2 separate regions of the Mus musculus genome follow, and region 2 is linked to region 1. A link is a contact called in public HiChIP or PLAC-seq data. All regions are on one chromosome and are shown on one strand. Each heading gives the region's core, a stretch centred on a gene start, on an enhancer-like site or on the middle of the called end of the contact. The rest is flanking DNA. Distances are from core to core; before and after follow the strand shown.

Region 1 (5,106 bases), core at 1,677-4,176:
TTTTGAGAAAAACAGTTCTGATTCTCACATGATGCCATTCCCTCCCCGCTTCTCACTGCATGTGGTTGGTAGGACAGAGTGGATGGGTTGAAAGACTAAAGAGTCAGAAGAACTGTAGAACTTGATCAGAATAGCTGTCTTTACCCTGGCAAACTATGGACCCTGAGCGTCCTCAGTTTCTTCATCCTTAAAATAACAGGCTTTGAAGACATATCATTAGGCCTGAGATACTATGTTTAAAAGTGTTACACTGCCGAAATGTTAATGTTGCCAATCATTTGTTCAAAGCAAAGGTTTCTGTGTCCCTATAGGTCAACATTGGCAACATTGTAACACCATAGCTTTAAATGACGGACTTAACTGGGAAGAAGGAAGGTGGGAAGGACGGATAAAAGGAAGGAGAAAATACCTAGATGTGTTTGTTTGTTTGTTTGTTTGTTTAGACAGGATTTCTTTGTGGTGTAGGGCTGGCTGTCCAGGAATTCTCTGCAGACAATGCTAGCCTTGAACTCTGCAGTATATACATCTGCCTCTGAGTGCTGTGATTAAAGGCATGCATCACCATGCCCAGCTGAGATAAGGCCTATGGTGACAGAGAAAATATTTTATGATCATCAGGGTCTAGACATTGTTTGAAAACTTTGGAAAGCGAAGTTTGTATTACTTTGATTTATTTATTTATTTATTTATTTATTTATTTATTTATGAATCTGTGTGTTAGTGCCCCTTTTCTCCCCAGGGTCTGTCACCTTAAGTCAGAGCTCACACCTTTGGCTAGTGTAGCTAACCAGCCTGCTCTAGGGGATCAAAGCCAGTTGAAACAAGTGTAGCAGGACCTACTCCACACTTAGCTAACCAATGTGCGAGTTGAGCTCTAGCATATGGCAGAATAATCTGCAGCGGTCCCGTTAGTCTCCTTTAGTTCTCACGGATGAACCATGAAGGTTTAAAATGAAAACAAATTGGAGGGAAAATGTTGCCATTCTCCTTTCCAGGGCCACGATGCTCCCAGATCAAGTGCCTTAGTGGCAGGGATGGGGAAGTAGGAGCGGCTTAGTTACTGTCCAGTCGCTCTGCAGAGACACCAAGACCAAGGCAGCTAATAAAAGAAAGAATTTTGCCAGGCAGTGGTGGCACATGCCTTTAAGCCCAGCACTTGGGAGGCAGAAGCAGGTGGATCTCTGAGTTTGAGGCCAGCCTGGTCTACAGAGTGAGTTCCAGGACAGCCAGGGCTACACAGAGAAACCCTGTCTCGAGTCCCCCCCCCCCCCCAATTTTTTTAAATTGAGTTTTAGAGGATGAGTCCACGTCCCCTCCTTATGGTGGGGAGCATGGCAGCAGACAGGCAGGCATGGCACTGGAGCAATAATAACTGAGAGCTTACAGCTGATTCAGAAGCAGGAGGTGAGGAACGGGGCCAGAGACACAGACAGACAGACAGACAGACAAACACACAGTGAACCTGGTATGGGCTTTTGAAACCTTAAAGTCCACCCCAGTGACTCACCTTCACTAACAAAGCCATATCTACTAATCCTTCCCACATCGTCCACCAAGAACCAAACATTCAAGCCATCACCAAGAAATACCATATTTAAGTACAGTATACTTTATGTTTGAACAATGTACCTTAAGAAACTCAGTTCCAGTACTTTTAGCTGTGTGACTTTTCCAGCTAATAAGAAGTACTTAGAGCATGGAGAAGGGGCCGTGAAAGCTGACTCGTGATAGGCTGCGCAGGATGCAACTTAACTTCGATAGCAAAATCCCATAGGAGCATCCGCTAGTCATGGGAAGTCCTCTGAGCTGAACAACTCCCAGGGAAGAATCATACAAAGGCATGTTGTGTGTGTTTACTTAAGATGAACATTTGTGTCCCTGTCCTCGTGAATACTGTATTTTTTTTTTTTTTGCATTTTTTAAAAAATTTTTATTAGGTATTTAGCTCATTTACATTTCCAATGCTATACCAAAAGTCCCCCATACCCACCCACACCCACTCCCAAAATTCCTAACTCCATCAGAATAAATGTTATTTGTTTTTTAATTTATTTTTATTTTTATTATATGTAAGTACACTGTAGCTGTCTTCAAACACTCCAGAAGAGGGAGTCAGATCTCATTACAGATGGTTGTGAGCCACCATGTGGTTGCTGGGATTTGAACTTCGGACCTTTGGAAGAGCAGTCGGATGCTCTTACCTACTGAGCCATCTCACCAGGCCCCGAATACTGTATTTTTGAAACCTTGGAAGTATATAATCCAGTATAGAAAGCCTTTTTTATTCAACTCCTGTTTTTAAAGCTTATTTTTAAAATTATGTTTGTGTGTGTTTATATATATGCTTTTGATTGAAGGCGGGTGTGGAGGTCAAAGGTGTTGGAGCCAGCTGAAGCTGGGGTAACAGAGGGTTGTATGCCTCCTGTTGGTGGTGGTCCTGTGGAGGAGAAGTTTGTGTTCTGAACTGCTGAGCCATCTATCTATCACCCTTGAGTCCTATAGCTTGGTCTGGCCTGATCTCCCAATTCTCCTGCCTACTCCTCCAGAGTGCTGGCCAGTGTTTATTTTTTATTTATTTCTATTTTCTTAAAGATTTATTTATTTATTATATGTGAGTACACTGTTGCTGTCTTCAGACACACTAGAAGAGGGCGCCAGATCTCATTGCAGATGGCTGTGAGCCACCATGTGGTTGCTGGGAATTGAACTCAGTCAGTGCTCTTAACTGCTGAGCTGTCTCTCCAGCCCACTGGGCACTTCTTACATCAATAAGCATATCACCTTGCTAGGGCTGCAATAGCAGTACTAAAGGTTGGGGGCTTAAAACTAGAGAAAATTATTCTCGGACAGTCGAAGGTCAGAGGAGGGAAAATGGGAGTCTCAAGGGCTGTGCTCCTTCTGAAGGTCAGTGGCGAATGTGTGCCTTACCTCTTAGCCTCTGTTATTCCTGGTTTCTCCGGGCCTAGCATAACTCCACCCTCTGCTGCTGCCCCCACCGTATGGCTACTCTCCTGTTTCTGCGCTCCTCATAAGAGAGCAAGTCCTTAGATAACTGTGCTCATTCTAGCATCATACCATTTTGAGAGCCTTTTCTAAATTCTATTTTTAAAATTATTTATTTAATGTATATGAGTACACTGTAGCTGTCTTCAGACACACCAGAAGAGGGCATTGGATTCCATTACAGATGGTTGTGAGCCACCATGTGGTTGCCGGGAATTGAAACTCAGGACCTCTGGAAGAGCAGTCAGTGTTCTTAACCACAGAACCATCTTTTCAGCCCCTACTAATTTTAAAGATTTTAAAGAACTGCTTGTAAGTAAGACAACATTCTGAGGTTCCAGGTTGACGTGGTTTTCAGCTCGCCAGACTCCCTCTACTCTTTCATGTTTTGTTATTTATTTGTGGACACAGATCCTGGTGTCAGGTGTTTACCTGTGTTGCTCTCTGTTTTTCAAGGTCCCCCACTGAACCTGAAGCTTACTCACCTTTTCAGCTAGGCTGCTTGGCATTCTGGGATCTGCCTGCCTCTGCCCTCTAGATGCTGAGGTTACAGGCATGGGAACTGAAACGTTGAACTCAGGGTCTCTCACTTTCTTTTTAGGAAGGTCTCTCAAGGTTAAAGTTGTATGCCTTTTCAAAAGATTCTTTAAAGGACTTAGTAAATTGATTGTGTTGACTTTTTTTTTTTTTTTTTTTTTTTTGAGCAAGGTTTTTCTACGCAGATCTGGATGTCCTGGAACTTATTCTATTGAGATCAGATTGACCTTAAACTCAGAGATCGGTTACCTTTAATCCTGAATTCTGAAATTAAAATTGTGTGACATCATGCCCCTTTTCTTGATTTTAGGGTAACTTTTTTTTTTAACATTTATTATCATTATCATTATTTAATGATAATTTTAAATATTTATTCTTCTCTCATATACCCTTCCCTCTTCCCAGCCTGCCCCTCTCCTCCTTAGCACTCCTCTCCCCAGATGTTCTCTTCCCCCAGGGGTTAACTTGTAACTTGATTTGAGAGAATGCTTTAATCAAATGCCAATGTCTCTATAATATCTCTTGAGATTTTTAAATTTCAAAAACTAGAATAAAAAGATTTTGAAATTGATAGGTAGGTTTTCAGCAGGCAAGGCTTATGGTCTAATACAGGAAAAAGATCAAATGAAAGAGTGAAATTTTAGAGTGATTTTTTTTTTTTAAGTATGGAAAATTCAATCTATTTTCAAATTTTCATTATAAGGTATCAGAAGATGTTTCTGATATGTGCAACTTTTATATGTTTTATTAGAAGGATGCATATATATGCATTATATATACTGTGCAACTTCTGTTTTGATTTATCTTTTCCTGTTTTTTTTTTTTTTTTTTTTTTTTTTTTTTTTTTGGTTTTTCGAGACAGGGTTTCTCTGTGTAGCTCTGGCTGTCCTGGAACTCACTTTGTAGACCAGGCTGGCCTTGAACTCAGAAATCTGCCTGCCTCTGCCTCCCGAGTACTGGGATTAAAGGCGTGCACCACCACGCCCGGCGATTTATCTTTTCTTAAAGGCTAATTTTATTATCATTGGCATAATTTTAGGTAGGGTTTCATTCTTTAGACCGTGAGGCCTTGAACTCGGAGATTCACTTGCCCCTGCTTTCTTCGTGGTAGATATTACATGTCTGGCTATTTCATTATTTTAAATCACGTACATGTCTGTGGGTTTGTACTTGTGAGTGCTGGTGCCTACAGAGGCCAGAAGTCTTGGGTCTCTCTGGACTGGGGTTACTGGTAGTGACGCAGCCCAGTGTAGGTGTTGGGAACCGAGCAGATCCGTTGCAGAATCATTACGAGCTCCTAACTCCTGAGTTACCGCTCCAGCTCCTAGAGTTCTTCTAAAACTATATTATTATGGTCTGGCCTTGACTCTGTGGGTACCAACCCGCCTGGAAGGACGGTACTGTCTCCTGAAGCTTAGCCTCTGCCCTCTCTGCAAGTGCACTGTGGCACGAGGCTTCGCCACACTCATACGTGGATACCATGCATTCAGTAATAATACTTAAAATAAAGAATTTAAAAATGTCTAAAGAGTGCTGTCATGTTTCCTCTCCTGGAGGGAGCTTCCA
Region 2 (5,053 bases), core at 627-3,126, 740 kb after region 1:
AGAGGCCTGCTGAATTACTTGCTCCTGGTAGCTGGTTTAACCTGCCTTCATATATCATTGAGGACTACCAGCACAGGGGAGGCATAACTCCTAGTAAACTGGTATTTCACATATCAATTATTAATCAAGAATGTGCTTGTCCACAAGCCAATCTGACGAGGGCATTTTCTCAGTCCAGGATTCCTCTTGTCAGATGAATATAGTTTGTATCAGTTGATATAAAACTAGCCAGTACATATGTCATAATGAAAAATGTGCTTTTTCTTTATAAACCATGGAGATCCTTAAAACTCTGGAGCACAGACAACTTGAGATCTCAACAGAAAGCAGAGAATTGCTTATCACAGTTCCTTTGCATATTTCTATGTACAACCCATGCCATATCCGGGAAACATGATCTAGAGCTTGCTGTGCAAACTTCCTGATCTTAAGAGAGGGTTATTTTGAAACACATAAACACCTGAGAACTATGTACCTGCTAATCATTATATTAAATATAAATCTCTTTTGAATGGAGCCCACAATCTATTATTACTGAGATTAGTTGTCTAATAGCTTACACAAATGACATAGATAATTGAAAACTTGGCAATCAAAAACCAGAAGAGTGTCAATTATATTTTTTCTAAATTATTTTACTGATGAGGGATGATCATGGAAGCAGAAGTTGATATAATTATTTATGTCCTTGTTTTCTTTAACATGTATTTAGGACTGATAAAGATGATAAAGTCTGTAACTTTATAATTAATTCTACATCTTTTCTTTATATTAGATTTGATGATTCTATTATCCTGCTTACTGTAGAACTCTGACATATATACCCAGCATAGAGAGCATAGCCATAGGAATATATCCATGTTCTTACAATGGTGTGGTATATTGAAACATCCAACACAGCAGAAGATACAATCTTCTACTTACTGTATCTTTTGATACTATTTCTCGGAACAAAGCAATTGCCTGTTTTTTAATATGTGTTATAATACATAAAAATACAGTGTCTAATTTTATACATATCTGTGTGTATTGGATACTTTAGTTGGCAAAACTAATTTTCAAGAAAACACACTTAACTTCGTCTGTTAAAATGTGATAATTGCTGGGAGCTGCGACAGGTGCATCCATTCAGTTCAAGTTTCACTTACATCACAGTGATTACACTATTGGCTCGTATTGGCGCCCTGTACTAAGTTCTAAAGTAACACTATCTGAGCTATTCACTGCCAAGACTGATAAGTGTTCTTCCACTTTGCCACAGACCCTTTTTCGTCCCTGTCTGCGTAGAACGGGTCTCTGGTTGCAGGTGGACAAGGAGACAGTGAATGACAGACAGAATCAACATGAGAGATTGTGTAGAATCTGAGTGTATTGTCACAAAGTGAACACCAGTCTTATATAATACAGAAAACAAAGGGGTAGGAAGTCACAGCAGGCAAAGTACATTGAAGTTACCTGACACAAAACAAAGGAATGACTTCAAAAGGACTTACAGGAACCAGGTAATATTTACAGTAAAGATAAAACAGCCCTGCCTAGGGTCAGCTAATGACAGGTAAGGATTTCTCACCCTAGTCACAATTTGTGCTACTCCTTTGAGCCTTGTGAAAGCTAGTACCAGGGGGTTCTGTTCTAGCAGACCTTCTCATGAATAATGCAATATCACAACCCCCCTATTTCCTAGGCCCTGGTAAATTCTTGCATATGAAGGTAACTTGGCTGTTCTTTTAAGTATCTGTGACAAATCTCCATTTGTCAGAAGAATTCACCAACTTGCTTCTAACATGCAATCTAGCCTGCTATACCTGGCTGTAGAGAAGATCCCTGTCTCAATGGGATTCCCTCTTTCATGGTAAACCCACCTATTAGCTAGGCCATTGTATATTCCCTTATTTGGGAATAAATGGCTACTGTCCTAAGTAATCACTCTGCAGACCAGCCCTGAGCTATTCTAGCTCCGTTCTTTGTAATGCGTAATTAGTTTCACTGTCTCTTCTAGAAGTAAATTTGAATGTTAATGAACAGATAACCTTCTTACTGAATTCCAAGTTTGTTGGCTTCAAGGATTTTCTAGGATGTTGGAACACTGACGAAGGCTTAGCTATGTCAGAATTCAATCTTTAAAGGCACTTATAATAAAATAATACTAAAAGAGAGCACATGGATCCATACAGCAGACTAACTTGAGGATAGGGTATGAGTATATGGTTATGAGAATGCCTGGCTCCAGGAGGTTGAGTTTCTTTGAAACTCCCTGCCTTGTGAGTGCTTTCAGGCCTCTCGGCCTGCCAAGCAGACTTCACTGGAGTGTGCATAGCACCACTTAACTTGTCACCGCTTCATTTCAAAGACCTGGTTTGAACTTGTAAGGTTAAAATGTTTTAAGTAAAAGTAAAAGAGTAATTAAGATGAAACAATAATCCAATAGACACTTAACTGGAATCATTTGTTCAAGCCAGGTACATGTTTGAGCAGAAAATGAGACAAAACCCTGGACATTAATGGAATTAACACTGAAATGTGTCTCATTCTTGCTGAGTGAAGTATTTATTCACAGTTGACTGAAGAAAAACTGAGGAATAACTCAATTAAAAGGCTTATTTATATAATGAGAGCAATAATAAACAATTGTAAAACATACATGATAAAATTGAAATGATAGTCTCCTAAATCTTAAATCTTAGCATCAAAAATCAATCTTAAAATCAAAGCATAACTGTATTGCTCTAATTAAGGGATTTATCTCAAGTGCTGTTCATTTCTCCTTTTATTTTAAAGAGGAAGAAAAATAAGATCTAAAGTTAAAAGAAAATCAACAGCTTTCTTAAGACTGATAAGTCAGTTTTCTCAAAGCAGGAGAAAACATTGATCTGTAATTCACAGTTTACAGCTGCACCTAAATTAACATTTTCTTTGGGGGGGTTATTAGATATTTTCTTCATTTACATTTCAAATGTTATCCCAAAAGTCCCCTATATCCTTCCCCCACCCTGCTCCCCTACCCACCCACTCCCACTTCTTGGCCCTGGCTTTCCCCTGTACTGGGGCATATAAAGTTTGCTAGACCCAGGGGTCTCTCTTTCCAATGATGGCCGACTAGGCCATCTTCTGCTACATATGCAGCTAGAGACACGAGCTCTGGGGGTACTGGTTAGTTCATATTGTTGCTCCACCTATAGGGTTGCAGACCCCTTCAGCTCTTGGGTAATTTCTCTAGCTCCTCCATTGGGGGCCCTGTGGTTCATCCAATAGATGACTGTGAGCATCCACTTCTGTATTTGCCAGGCACTGGCAGAGCCTCACAGGAGACAGCTATATCAGGGTCCTTTCAGCAAAATCTTGCTGGCGTATGCAATAGTGTCTGTGTTTGGTGGCTGATTATGGGATGGACTCCCGGGTGGGGCAGTCTCTGGATGGCCCATCCTTTTGTCTTAGCTCCAAACTTCTAATTTTACTCCTGTGTCTGGTATATAAATTTGTCTTGGAAAGCAAGCTCTGTGATCAAGTAGATGTGAATAATCTTGTAGGGGTTTTGTTGTTATTGTTTAGGGTCATAATACAGGTTTCCATATTCAAAACGAGGGAAGGGTTTTTATTCCTTTGGTGACAAATCGCATCTAGTTTCACTTTAAGAAACAGACACATGCCTTTCTTTACTTCTTTCTGGTTTTGGGATGAGTGGATATTAACTGCATCTACTATACTTATCAGAGCACAGCTTTCAAATGACACCCTGCTGTAGACAATGAAGTAGGCGTATGATAGGTGGTATAAAGCATATTACCAATAGACTATGTGTTCTTGCCCTGTAGTTCTTATGGAAGGTGCCATCTCTATCTGCTGTGATCATTATATTCCCTGCAGGAAGGGACTGCCCTCTGCAGTTTGTGAACAATATGTAGAATAGGTTCAACATATCCCTGACTCTTCTTTCCCCCTCCATCACTTACTATGACCCAGATTGTTTAAACGTCAATTTACTGATGTATTTTTTTATGTGCTGGCACATGGATGTCTTCCAGCCTATGCTAACATTCTAATAACTGAGCAGCGAGATTACACCGAGGAGTTGGCGTCTTGTTTAACTTGGCGCCACAGAGTGGTTGACATTTTCTATTTGCCCATTTACAACACTTTATCCTCAGGAGCCCATTTGGTTGTCCTCAGAATGAAAGAGAACATGATCTTACCTGACACCCCCTGACTGCTGCACTTTGGTTCAGAGTGTACGGATCACAATGTTCTTCCACAGGAACCACTGCTTCCATAGAAAGAACCATTTGCTTGCGATTGATTCGCTAGTGGTTACCTGAAAAATATACAAACTCAACTGTTAATCAACATGATAGAGCGGCCTTCCTATTTCATGCATTCTTTCACTTTGCAGTTTTGATGTGGGTTTTAAGAAATAAGATTTAGTTATGTTTGGCATTGATCCCCACCTTCACAATATGGGCACAGTTATCCTGATTTGATAATTATATTGATCCAGCTATAACCTGAAATCTATGGGAGATGATTGAAATGTTCTAAAGCAGATCCCATCCATAAAATTATTTTCATTGCTACTTTATAACTGTAACTTTTGCTACTTCTATAAATCATAATGTAAGTATCTGTGTTTTCTGATGGTCACTTCGGGGTTGCAACCCACAGTTCAAGGACCATTGTAACGGGAAATACACTTTATATGGGTCTCCATCTCATCAAAAAAAAAAAGACTATAATAACTATCATTTTAATACAACTTATTTTTGTTATTTTCTCTGAAAGAATCTAGGTTTTATTGAATATTAATAAAGAAATTGTCGGGGTGCTTTTTATATTTGTAATGCTGCTGATATCCTAACGAGACAGACTTTTATCAATGCAAGGGTATTCACATACTTATGGTGTCTCTATTAGTGTGGTCACATCTTCAAGGAGAACTGCTGCTTATTTCAAAATGTTTTAGATTTTAATTTAAACATAAATTCATCATTTTTCCATATTTTTTTCCTTTCTTCAATTCCTCTCATGCTATGTTGTCTTCCTCCAACCCCATATAGACATA

The links. HiChIP or PLAC-seq counts read pairs in DNA pulled down with a chosen protein or histone mark.
Region 2: a contact with region 1 is called in an H3K27ac HiChIP or PLAC-seq map of embryonic stem cells, with 5 times the contacts expected there. The contact joins two enhancer-like sites. A contact is called at or near these places in 2 of 39 promoter capture datasets (liver and pre-B cells), 1 of 484 Hi-C or Micro-C datasets (bone marrow-derived macrophages) and 6 of 115 datasets of contacts at active chromatin or transcription factors (the NIH/3T3 cell line, embryonic stem cells, forebrain and 2 more).

Annotation. Positions count from the first base shown.
Region 1 is chr15:5,149,450-5,154,555 of GRCm38.p6, forward strand. The region is part of intron 1 of Prkaa1 (protein kinase, AMP-activated, alpha 1 catalytic subunit); the gene reads left to right. Among named protein-coding and RNA genes, the nearest start is that of Prkaa1, 8.1 kb to the left of the region's middle. Within about 2 kb of position 2,927, at least 10 of the 459 cell types and tissues checked have an H3K27ac peak or open chromatin away from gene starts, as enhancers often do. A contact at or near this core is called in embryonic stem cells, where this site is marked.
Region 2 is chr15:5,894,020-5,899,072 of GRCm38.p6, forward strand. No RefSeq gene overlaps it. Among named protein-coding and RNA genes, the nearest start is that of Gm41259, 150 kb to the right of the region's middle. Within about 2 kb of position 1,877, at least 8 of the 459 cell types and tissues checked have an H3K27ac peak or open chromatin away from gene starts, as enhancers often do. A contact at or near this core is called in embryonic stem cells, where this site is marked.